Linked DNA regions of Drosophila melanogaster: region 1 is linked to region 2. Evidence: chromatin contacts called from public Hi-C data. All regions are on one chromosome and are shown on one strand. The core of a region is the stretch at or near the end of the contact, and the rest is flanking DNA. Distances in the headings are between cores, read along the strand shown.

Region 1 (4,680 bases), core at 669-3,168, 72 kb before region 2:
AAGAAAATAATGGTTACTATGGTTATTTCAATGGGGAGTTTTGTCTATCCAAGTAGGCGTTTCATTTCCTGATTCCCATTTCACACGCTGTGTCACAGGAAAGCATCAGTTCCAATCGTGCTCCCGTAAACGAAAGTCATACGAAAAAATCTCTAACAACATAATAATATTTTTGATTTTCGATTCTGAACAATGAATAAAATGGAAGAAAACTTCTACAATGGATGCACTTGTTGCCATTGCTCTTGCCGCCGCTCTTGCTCTTGCTCGTCTTTAAAAGTGAGTCCCGGCGAATAGTGCCTCGTTTCTGGTTTATAATGATTCAACTATTCAATTATAATGTAGCGATGCAATTCCGCTGAATCGTGTCGCTTACTTATTCAGAAAAGTTCGAAATATATATACGATGGCGTTAGATGCTCAGATCTCAGATGTCCATACTGCAACGAAGCGCTTGGACAGAAAATCCTTTTATCGCACTCGGCGGAGTCCACTGCTCGAACGCCACAACAAACGCGGGTAAATAAGCAATAATTCGTTTATTCCAAAGTATGTACATATGTATGTATGTACATGCCGCGAATTCTTCATTAATCGCTATTATCATTTGACATTTTGTGATCAAAAATTAAATATCCCATCATTGATTATTCATTCATAATTACGACCTTAGATTTCCGACATACAGTTTAGTCATTCGGATAAAGGACGAAAAAGTTACAGTAAAATGAAATCGATGTCCGGATTTGAAGAGCCTAAAGATCAAGTTCAATATAAGAAGAGAGAGTCTAGCATATCAACACCATTCAGTTGCTATAGGGAGGATTCGCCAAGGTCCTCGTCCAGAGTTAAGTCTACCGGAAAGTACAGTTGCAACTGCTTCACAAAGGAACAGCCAAGAAAGTATGTTTCAAAGACTGCCGAAGAAATCAGAAGGACGGTTCGAGCGGAGATTGCAGAGATGGAGCAAAAGCAGGCAATGGCAGACAAAAATGGATGTGATTTTACTTTTTGCAAGCCACCGCAGAGTGGACGATTGTCATCTAATGAAGAAACCAAGAGTAAATCTAAAGATGAAGAGATTTTTACGGAGTCCGAGAAATTGATACTTAGCAAAATTGATTGGCGTACTACTGCCACCAATGATTTGTCTAATTCCGAGGTAATTTATTCGACGATAAAGCGCTTGCTGCGCGTATGTCTGAACAACAAGATAATCGAACTTGGGCTCCTGGATAGTCTGCATGATGCGATAGCACAATTCAAACGAGACAACTAATAGGATTCCTTTTTTATTTTTGTGTATATTTTTTATAATTAAATTTGGGGTAACAGGGGGGAAACATATTCGAATTGTCTTACTTATTGATATTGGGGAAGGAACTTCAAATTTAACGCTAATTCTTCAGGACATTTGAAGCTGAATGAATCGCGAATTCAGCAGTAATTTTATTTGGGGCTTTGATAAGAGAATCTAATTTAAATCTGGGGTACAGAAAGAAGATAGAATTGTAGTAACTTACAAACTTGGCGCCAAAGGGGCTCTTCCTTTGCAGCCGTTGGAAAAGCTTAAAGCTCAAAGCTCTAAGCTTGCGAATACCCAATAGACGAATGTGCAGCGCAGCGAATTCGCCAGAATGAATCGGAAAATGAACCTTCAGCGGGGGGGTGGCGGGTGAGGCGGAAAAGTTCGCGTCCGTGTGCGTGCGTATCTGTGTTGTTTTCCTTTTTCCTTTGCGTTTTTTTTTTGCATTGCCCTAGCATCTCTGCTTCGTTTTCGTTTTCGGAGGACGACGAAACGCCAACAAGTAGCAGTTCAGCATTCGACGCGTTCGCTTGCCAGCGGACACAGGACCAAATAAACGGGTCAACTTTCAGCGAAACGGTTGAGTTTCGAAAACGCCGAGTAACGGTTATCGGTTCGGTCAGTTCTCGAATTTTTTATTTTTGTTTGAGAGTGTTTCGCATGTGTAAAGACATCAGAAGCGCGCGGTAGAATTAAATTAATAAAATAAACTTGCACATTTAATTTCTTGTGGAAGTTCACTAACCAAAAACTCCCAAGGGTGAGCAAGAAAAATTAAAAAAAAAAAATATATATTGGAATTTTTAAATTGGTGGACAGTTGTGATCACATTATAGTAATATTATTCAATACTCGATTGATTTAAAAAGCTAGGAAATTTGAAACAAAAGTGCAACGAACACAATGCTATGAAAATGTGAAGTTCTTATTAGCCAAACTATTTATTTTTGCAGATGCATGTAAAACGAACTTAAAAACATAAAAAATTGATAATGATGCCTTTTAAAAGATTAATTTACTTTTTATGCTTAAATTGTTGTGATTTTGACAAATAAATAATGGACAATAAGTAAATATTGCTGGCCTGATGTTGAAAAACAACATTTTCAACAGCACATGGCGCAAAACTTTGCTCTATAGTTTTAAATTTACTGAAATACGCAACCATTTTAGACTAGCTTGTATGTCCTTTATGATTTCCCATTTACAAATTGTCAAACTTGGCAAAAACAGCTCAAAAACGGCAGCCTGCATACTTTATTTTGAATGCACTTTGAGGCTGTCACATAAACCGAACAAACAGGGGAATATACAAATGCATATTTATGGGTGGGGGCTGAAATTGCAGCCCTCGTAGCCCTTGTAGTGCACTCGCAGAAGATGTGGATCAGTTTTTGAAACAATATGTTTTTAGTTATATTTTATTTAGCTATGAATAGGAACTATATATTTTTGTGTTGGTCGATTGCACTGCGGGCTGTGCATGTGCAATTATGTGCCCTGTCCTTTTTTTTTTCAGTGTGCCACGCTTGAGTGCTTGTCGCGACCACTCATCATCTGTCATTGATTTGTTTTCCGTTCCATTTGCCCCCGCGACTCCTTGGACCGCCCCCTCCCCCCCCCCCCCTTGTAAGCTAATTAGAGAAGGGTCCAAGGATATTGTCATGTCCTTCAAAATTGATTTGCGGCTCTTCCGCTTATTGTGTTTGATTTCATGCACTTCTTCTGGCTGCCCTCGAAATTTATTTCGCTCGCCCGCCAAAAATGGCGAAACGCTCTTAAAGCTAAAAAGTGGGCGGAAATTGGGGAAGGGTGTTTGGGCGGAAGGACCTTATTGACAATGGAGCATTCTGCATTCTGCGCGCTCTGGAATGCCAAGAGTCGAGAGTCAAGAGCCATAAATTTGACGCCGCCAAGTCCTTTTGGCATCCATAGCAAACAAAATGCGTTAAGGCGGTGCGGGGCGGGGCGTGGCGGGGCGGGGGAAAATCATAAAGGAAAATTGTAGGGGCGAGGGTGCCGGGCTGATGCGGTCATTTGAGTGCCAGCAAGAGAAATGTGCAGCAAACAAAAATAATAATATTATTTTCATTATTAATCTACAGCTATTATTTGTCTCCCCATTTTCGCCAAAGGGTCTTCAATGCGTTTTCTAAAATTTTCCACGAGAAAATTTAAGTTTTATTCTTTGGACTGATGCAGATTCAGATTGATGCAGTACAGAGAAATCAATATACTTCATATAAGATATTGGCTAAAGTTATCTATATCTGTTAGTTTCTGTTCGCTATATTTGTATTTAAGAAGAAGAAAAGGCACATTCATTCAAATTAAATTAATAAAACTTACTCGTCGCCTTCTCCACACATTTATTTAGTTGATTAAGTCCCCAATCAATTGAATTCCCTAGTAAGCCTAAGAAAACCAAAAAATCCAAAAAACCACAACTTCAGACGACCGCAGTTTCTTAATTGGTTAAACCAAATTCCCTTTGACCTTCGTCGAGAATCGAAAAAAAAAAACCGAAAAATCAGTGGAAAAGGAGCGTTCGTTCCTTCTATTCAAATTATGTGCATGTATTTCACTTTCGTTTTCATTTGCGACTTTCTGTCGCTGGTTTTCTTGATTTAGACTCTTGTTTCGGCCGGATTTCTCTTTATGGCCAAAAACATTGGCCAGCAGTGCGGTCGAAATGCTCAATGTTGATGTGGCTGTTGTTTCGTGCTTGACAAACATTTTCATTTTCATTTTCATTTTCGCTGGCGATTCCTTGTTTCGGCAACTGCACTCAATTTTATAGCCTCTTCGCATTTTATTTAGTTGGCTATTTCATTTTTTCTGGCCATCCATAAGGGATGGGGAAATTTTCAATGGACCTCCCAGGGAATTTCGACGCCCCCAAAATGAGGCAGAAAACAAAAAAAATGGAAGTAGCTCCCTGTTATAATTTCATTTGCGGGCCCACATACATTTACATTTTTATTTCCTCCCGGACGGCTGCGACACAAAAAATTGTTTTCACCATGTTTTATGACTTTGGCCTAATGTTTTTGGTCTGATTTAAATGAGGTAATAGAAGTGGTCCAAAGTCGAGGTCAACGTTTTCCGATCCCCAGCGAACTGCGTGACACTTATACAAATTGCATTTATCATCTGGAGTTTTCGTCGACCATTTTTGACTTACGAACTTTCTCGACTCCAAAAGAAAATCTGCAAGGAAAGTGGAGCGCAGTAAACACATTGTCAGCAAACTAAAAAGGAGAGCATCCAGGCCCCACTACACTTCCTTTTATGCCGTGTGTTTTATGAGGGTTTATCCAGAGATTTCTGCACCCTAAGGCCACAAAAAAAAAAAAAAAAAAATCAGCAGGGAC
Region 2 (4,522 bases), core at 1,004-3,503:
CTTTTTTTTAAATAGTCTGGAATTGATTTTAGAACAAGTGTGTAAGTTAATAACCTTTTTAATTTAAAAAGCACCTTTTTCACGTTATTATGCAGGAAATTCTATTATGATCCCACTGTCCCTTCGCACAATGGGCAATGCCTCCTTTCGCCGCGAACCGCACACGTGTGTCCATTCATTTATTTGGCCAGCGATGGCATGTCCTGAGTGTCCTGGCCCAACATGTCCTTCGGCTGATGTCAGAGAAGCTTTTAGTGGCCACAAATCAGAGCGGGCGAAATTCTTTTGGCAAACAAACCGAGATTATTCAGTCGCCCCAGCTGCGCGAACAATGACGTTGTTTGCCTAGTTTTTACTGTGGGGGCGTGGCTCCAACTGCCTCCACTGCCACACGCATATAGAAATTCAAGCAACGCTCATTATGTTTTACCCCAGGGGCATTATTCATTTATGCATTGCCAAAGGCGCGTCAATAAAAATTTTCCCGCTCATTAATTTTTATTGCATACTTTTTGGGGCTAGAACAAAGTCCTCCGGCTGCTATGTGTATGCGTGTGTATTGGTTGTGTGTGTGTGTGTGTGTGTGTGTGTGTGTGCGTGTTAGCAATTAAGCCGAACAAGGCCACAATTTCAACCCTCAAGGGTTGGAAAGTTTAATTAAACGGAGCGGGCATAACGATTATGATCCCGAACGCCGAACACCGAGTTCCCAATTCCAAATTCCCGCTGTCCACCATAATGAGTCTGTCGCTGTTGCACTCTGCCAAAATTCGCCCTCCATTAATATCCCATTGAAGTTGCAACTAATTAAGCCCGACACAAACGGACGCCGCATAAATGGTTTCTCATTAAAAATTAATCGAAACACAAGAGCAGAAACTGTGCGGAGTGAAGTGAAGTGGACTGAAGTAAAGTGGCGTCCAGTGGTTGGGTGGACATTAAGGATCCATGGGTTTTCGTGCATGTTAAGCTCACTTTTGGCCCGATGCGATGGCCAAAATTGATGGCCAAAACGAAATGACAATACATCAAAAGACCACTTGTCGTAAATCATTCAAAATGAAGCCAATACGCTTGTCGCGTGCTTTATTTCACACTAGGTTTTATGATACTTTTTTATACCATTTTTTTTTTGTGATTCTTTGCACATACTTTTTCGTGGTAGTTTACGATTTTATACATAATTTTTGATGAATTTATTTATTTTTTTTGTTGCCTTCCTTGCGTGTCACACCAGTTTTTACGATAATATTATATTGTGCGTCAAATAATTAATATTAAGAAAAAGCAGTAGAATATTTGTTATATATGCAGTTTAATACTGTACTAAATCTGAGTTTTTCCCTAATTTTTTGGCATAATTGCTTACTTTTTGCCAGAGAAAATAAATAATAATAAAAAAATAAAAAATCATATCATATGCGCCTTAAAAAACTAACTCAGAATACAGAACAAGTGCAGGATGGATATGATTTATGGGGCTCACACTCAATTGCCATAATTTAGATGCAAACGACGGCGAGAAAGAGAGAGAGAGAGAGAGAGAGAGAGAGAGATGAAAGAGTGGAAAAAAGGGAAAATAAGTGACGATTGTGTGTGTGGGTCACGTTTTTCTACACAAAAAAAAACGAGGCAGGAAAAAGAAAAATGCATTCGAAATGAGAATGAAATGTAGGACGAAAGAAAAGGGGCGGAAGATGAAAAGAAAATTTCTAAAAGTTCGTGCCCATACAGGCTAGTTAGCTAAAGGAAATTTACGAAAAAAAACTACTGAAACTTAAGTCACAATGTAGGGGATTGAAAATTCTGCAGACGTTTGAAAACCTTTCGAAGAAAAACAACCTAATTTAACCTAATAATTTTAAAACACGCATACTTAATACCACATTTTTTAAATAGTTTTCAAAGTGACAGCACACAACTGTTATTATTTGCTATTACATCTGCAAAGTATTTATGTTTTCAAGAGGCTAATGAAATGCAGCCGCCGGGCCAATTTCGATTTCTGGCCAATTAATCATGGTGTCAATTAGTGAAATGGAAGCCTTCGTTATCAATTAGTGTGTGTCGCACGAAAATATTTACCCGGCCCCAAAATGCCGAGGATGGCAAAAGCGAAGGAGTTCAGCTGCAAGGCAGGATGCAGCAAGATGCAGCAGGACATTCGCAGATGCAGCGCGAGAGTCCTGCATCCTGCCGCTCCTTCTGCTTAACGAAATATGCAAATTGCCTAAAAGTATGCCACAGACAATGGCAGCAGAACAAACAACAGCATTTTGCAATTAGTGCAACTGTCAACAGGACATGGTAGGCGAAGGATGAATGTGGAAGGGCCGATTCCATCCCTATCTGGGTGTCCTACGCAGTGGGTGGTGGCCTGGTGAGCTGATGGCCTGATGGGCTGATGGGCTGGCTGACACGACAGACGAGAGCGCCATGACCAAATGCAAGGTCGTGGCCCATCAACGCCATTCACTTGAGACCTGGCTCTTCGGTTCTCGGTTCTGCATTCCGTTTCTCCGGTTCTCTGACCTGTCAGCCAGCTCATCATGTGGCCTAAGTGCCTTTTGGGATTCACTCGGCAGGGCGGCCGTATCATCCCGACCTCCTGACCCCTGTGCACTTGGGCTCAAGCTGGAACAGCAACACGACAGCAGCCACTTGATATTTGGACTTCAGCGCAGATAGTATAAGTTCAAAGCCAAAACAAAAGCCAAAAGTTTTCACAAGTTTCTTTTTCCTTATAATATCTGGAATCTGAAAGGGTTGTCCAATAATTGCTCGAAATTAACATGGGCATTTTTATTTGAAATGTTTAAGGGATTTAAGAAATTTATGCAGTCATAATAAGGAGGTTTATTATTCATTTTTTTTTTTATTATTCATTTTAACATGATTATTGTTCAGTACAGGATTATTGCATAAAAATGAAGAGAGATGAACTGAAGAAGACGTTAAAGCGGATTACTAAAACCTCTGCATTTGAGGGATTCATAATAATAACTATCTAAATAATTCGCTTTTTAGTTTACCTTAAAACGAATCCCTAGGTTCTTTAAAGTAAACCCGCAATATATTCTCTAGATTCTCTCGCCTTCTGTCTGAAACTTTTTGTGCTGAGTTTTATGACTGGTCGAGTCATGATTAATTTGGCTTTTTGTGTTTATGGCCAAACTTTAACTGGACTTGCTTTGGTTTAGCTGGCCTTTCTCCTGCTTTCTCTTTCCAAACTACCCATGTAGATATGTTTGCTTGTGTGCTTAATACCCTCCCCTTCATTTTGTTTCTTTGCAGGTAAGCTTGAAAGGACATCCTCAACCTTAGTTGGCCCAAAAGCTGCCTTGGCACAATTTCACGCCCCAGCTGGCCCGAAATCCACCCACCCCAGCCCCTCATCAGCCAAATGAAGGCAAATAGCAAATGGCCAGGGGGATGAGTTGGGCACGAAAAACAGCTGATGAAAGTACTGAAAACTCTAATTGAATTTCTTGTGTGCATGTGTGTAACTGTCGCCGGGACAAACTTTCAATAGCATTTCAATTTAAATTTCCCAGCAGCAAACGAACTCCATGAGTTTGCCAGAGGGAAAATGAAGGGAAAATGCATGGGATTACTTAACTTGCGCTTTAAATACAATATTTACAGCTCACATGTGGCGGGTTATTAAGAAAATTCTGTATTATTATTGCACGTAACTTTAAAAAAGTGTTCTGTACGTTTTATAAAAGTTTAGTTAACGAACCAAATTAAAATTAAATTCCTATTAATGAGAAAGCATATAATGCTGCATTTAGCTGTGAAACTAACAGAAAAATCGTTCCTTGGATAAAACAAGCAAAAACAATCCAACTTTAAATCTTTTCAATCCGTTCTTGTTTTTGACCAATTCCATGCGAAGGCAATTTATCAAAGCTGCTTTCTTCGCCAGATTTCGAATCAATGGCAGACAATGATGGATAGCAGCTTTTCCCTGGGGAAATTTTCGGCACCAATATGCCAAATGTAAGAGCCCAAACCAAAGCCATCCACCGGAACATAAAAGTGAAAAAAAAAACAAATAAAATAAAAATAGAGGTTTAAACTCAATTAAATTGTGCAGCGCATTTGGATCGCCTGCATAATGGGCGCACAAGCAAACACTAATGCCCACGTTCCACTCCTCGTTTTTATGGCCACAAAGTCGGCAAACATTTAAAACCTCATTCAAATGGCGCCATGTGGCATTTAAGTCCCCAGAGAAGCGTATGTGTGGCGCTGTATATATGTATATACATCCATGATTTTATATGCATATATGTATACATGTAGCACGCCCCCGGTTGTAGACAATTAGTGGCACTCGACAATCTGCGAAAACTTTCTACAATTCCCCACTCGATTTTTGTGCTTTGTTTGAGAGAAAAATTGAGGATTTTCCGGGAGGAAAACAAATAAGCGCCCTGCTAACGATGCCATCGAAAAACTCGTCGGGAGATGGCAAATTAAATTCGCGTTAAGCTGCCAAGGACCCGGCACAACAACA

What was found. A called contact is a pair of places that touch in the nucleus more often than the background predicts.
Region 1: a contact with region 2 is called in a Hi-C map of the Kc167 cell line, with 2.0 times the contacts expected there. The contact joins the promoter of CG45002 here to the enhancer-like site in region 2. A contact is called at or near these places in 32 of 107 Hi-C or Micro-C datasets (the Clone 8 cell line, the Kc167 cell line, the ML-DmBG3-c2 cell line and 12 more).

What each region holds. Positions count from the first base shown.
Region 1 is chrX:17,063,970-17,068,649 of dm6, reverse strand. It overlaps CG45002, which reads left to right and starts at 1,918. Exons shown (of 10, transcript NM_001298429.1): 1 at 1,918-2,066. It overlaps CG43077, which reads left to right and starts at 127. Exons shown (of 3, transcript NM_001258795.1): 1 at 127-279; 2 at 346-519; 3 at 674-1,346. The coding sequence starts at 193. The coding sequence ends at 1,279.
Region 2 is chrX:16,992,827-16,997,348 of dm6, reverse strand. The region is part of intron 2 of CG45002; the gene reads left to right. Among named protein-coding and RNA genes, the nearest start is that of Ubr1, 26 kb to the right of the region's middle. Within about 2 kb of position 2,253, at least 6 of the 39 cell types and tissues checked have an H3K27ac peak or open chromatin away from gene starts, as enhancers often do. A contact at or near this core is called in the Kc167 cell line and brain, where this site is marked.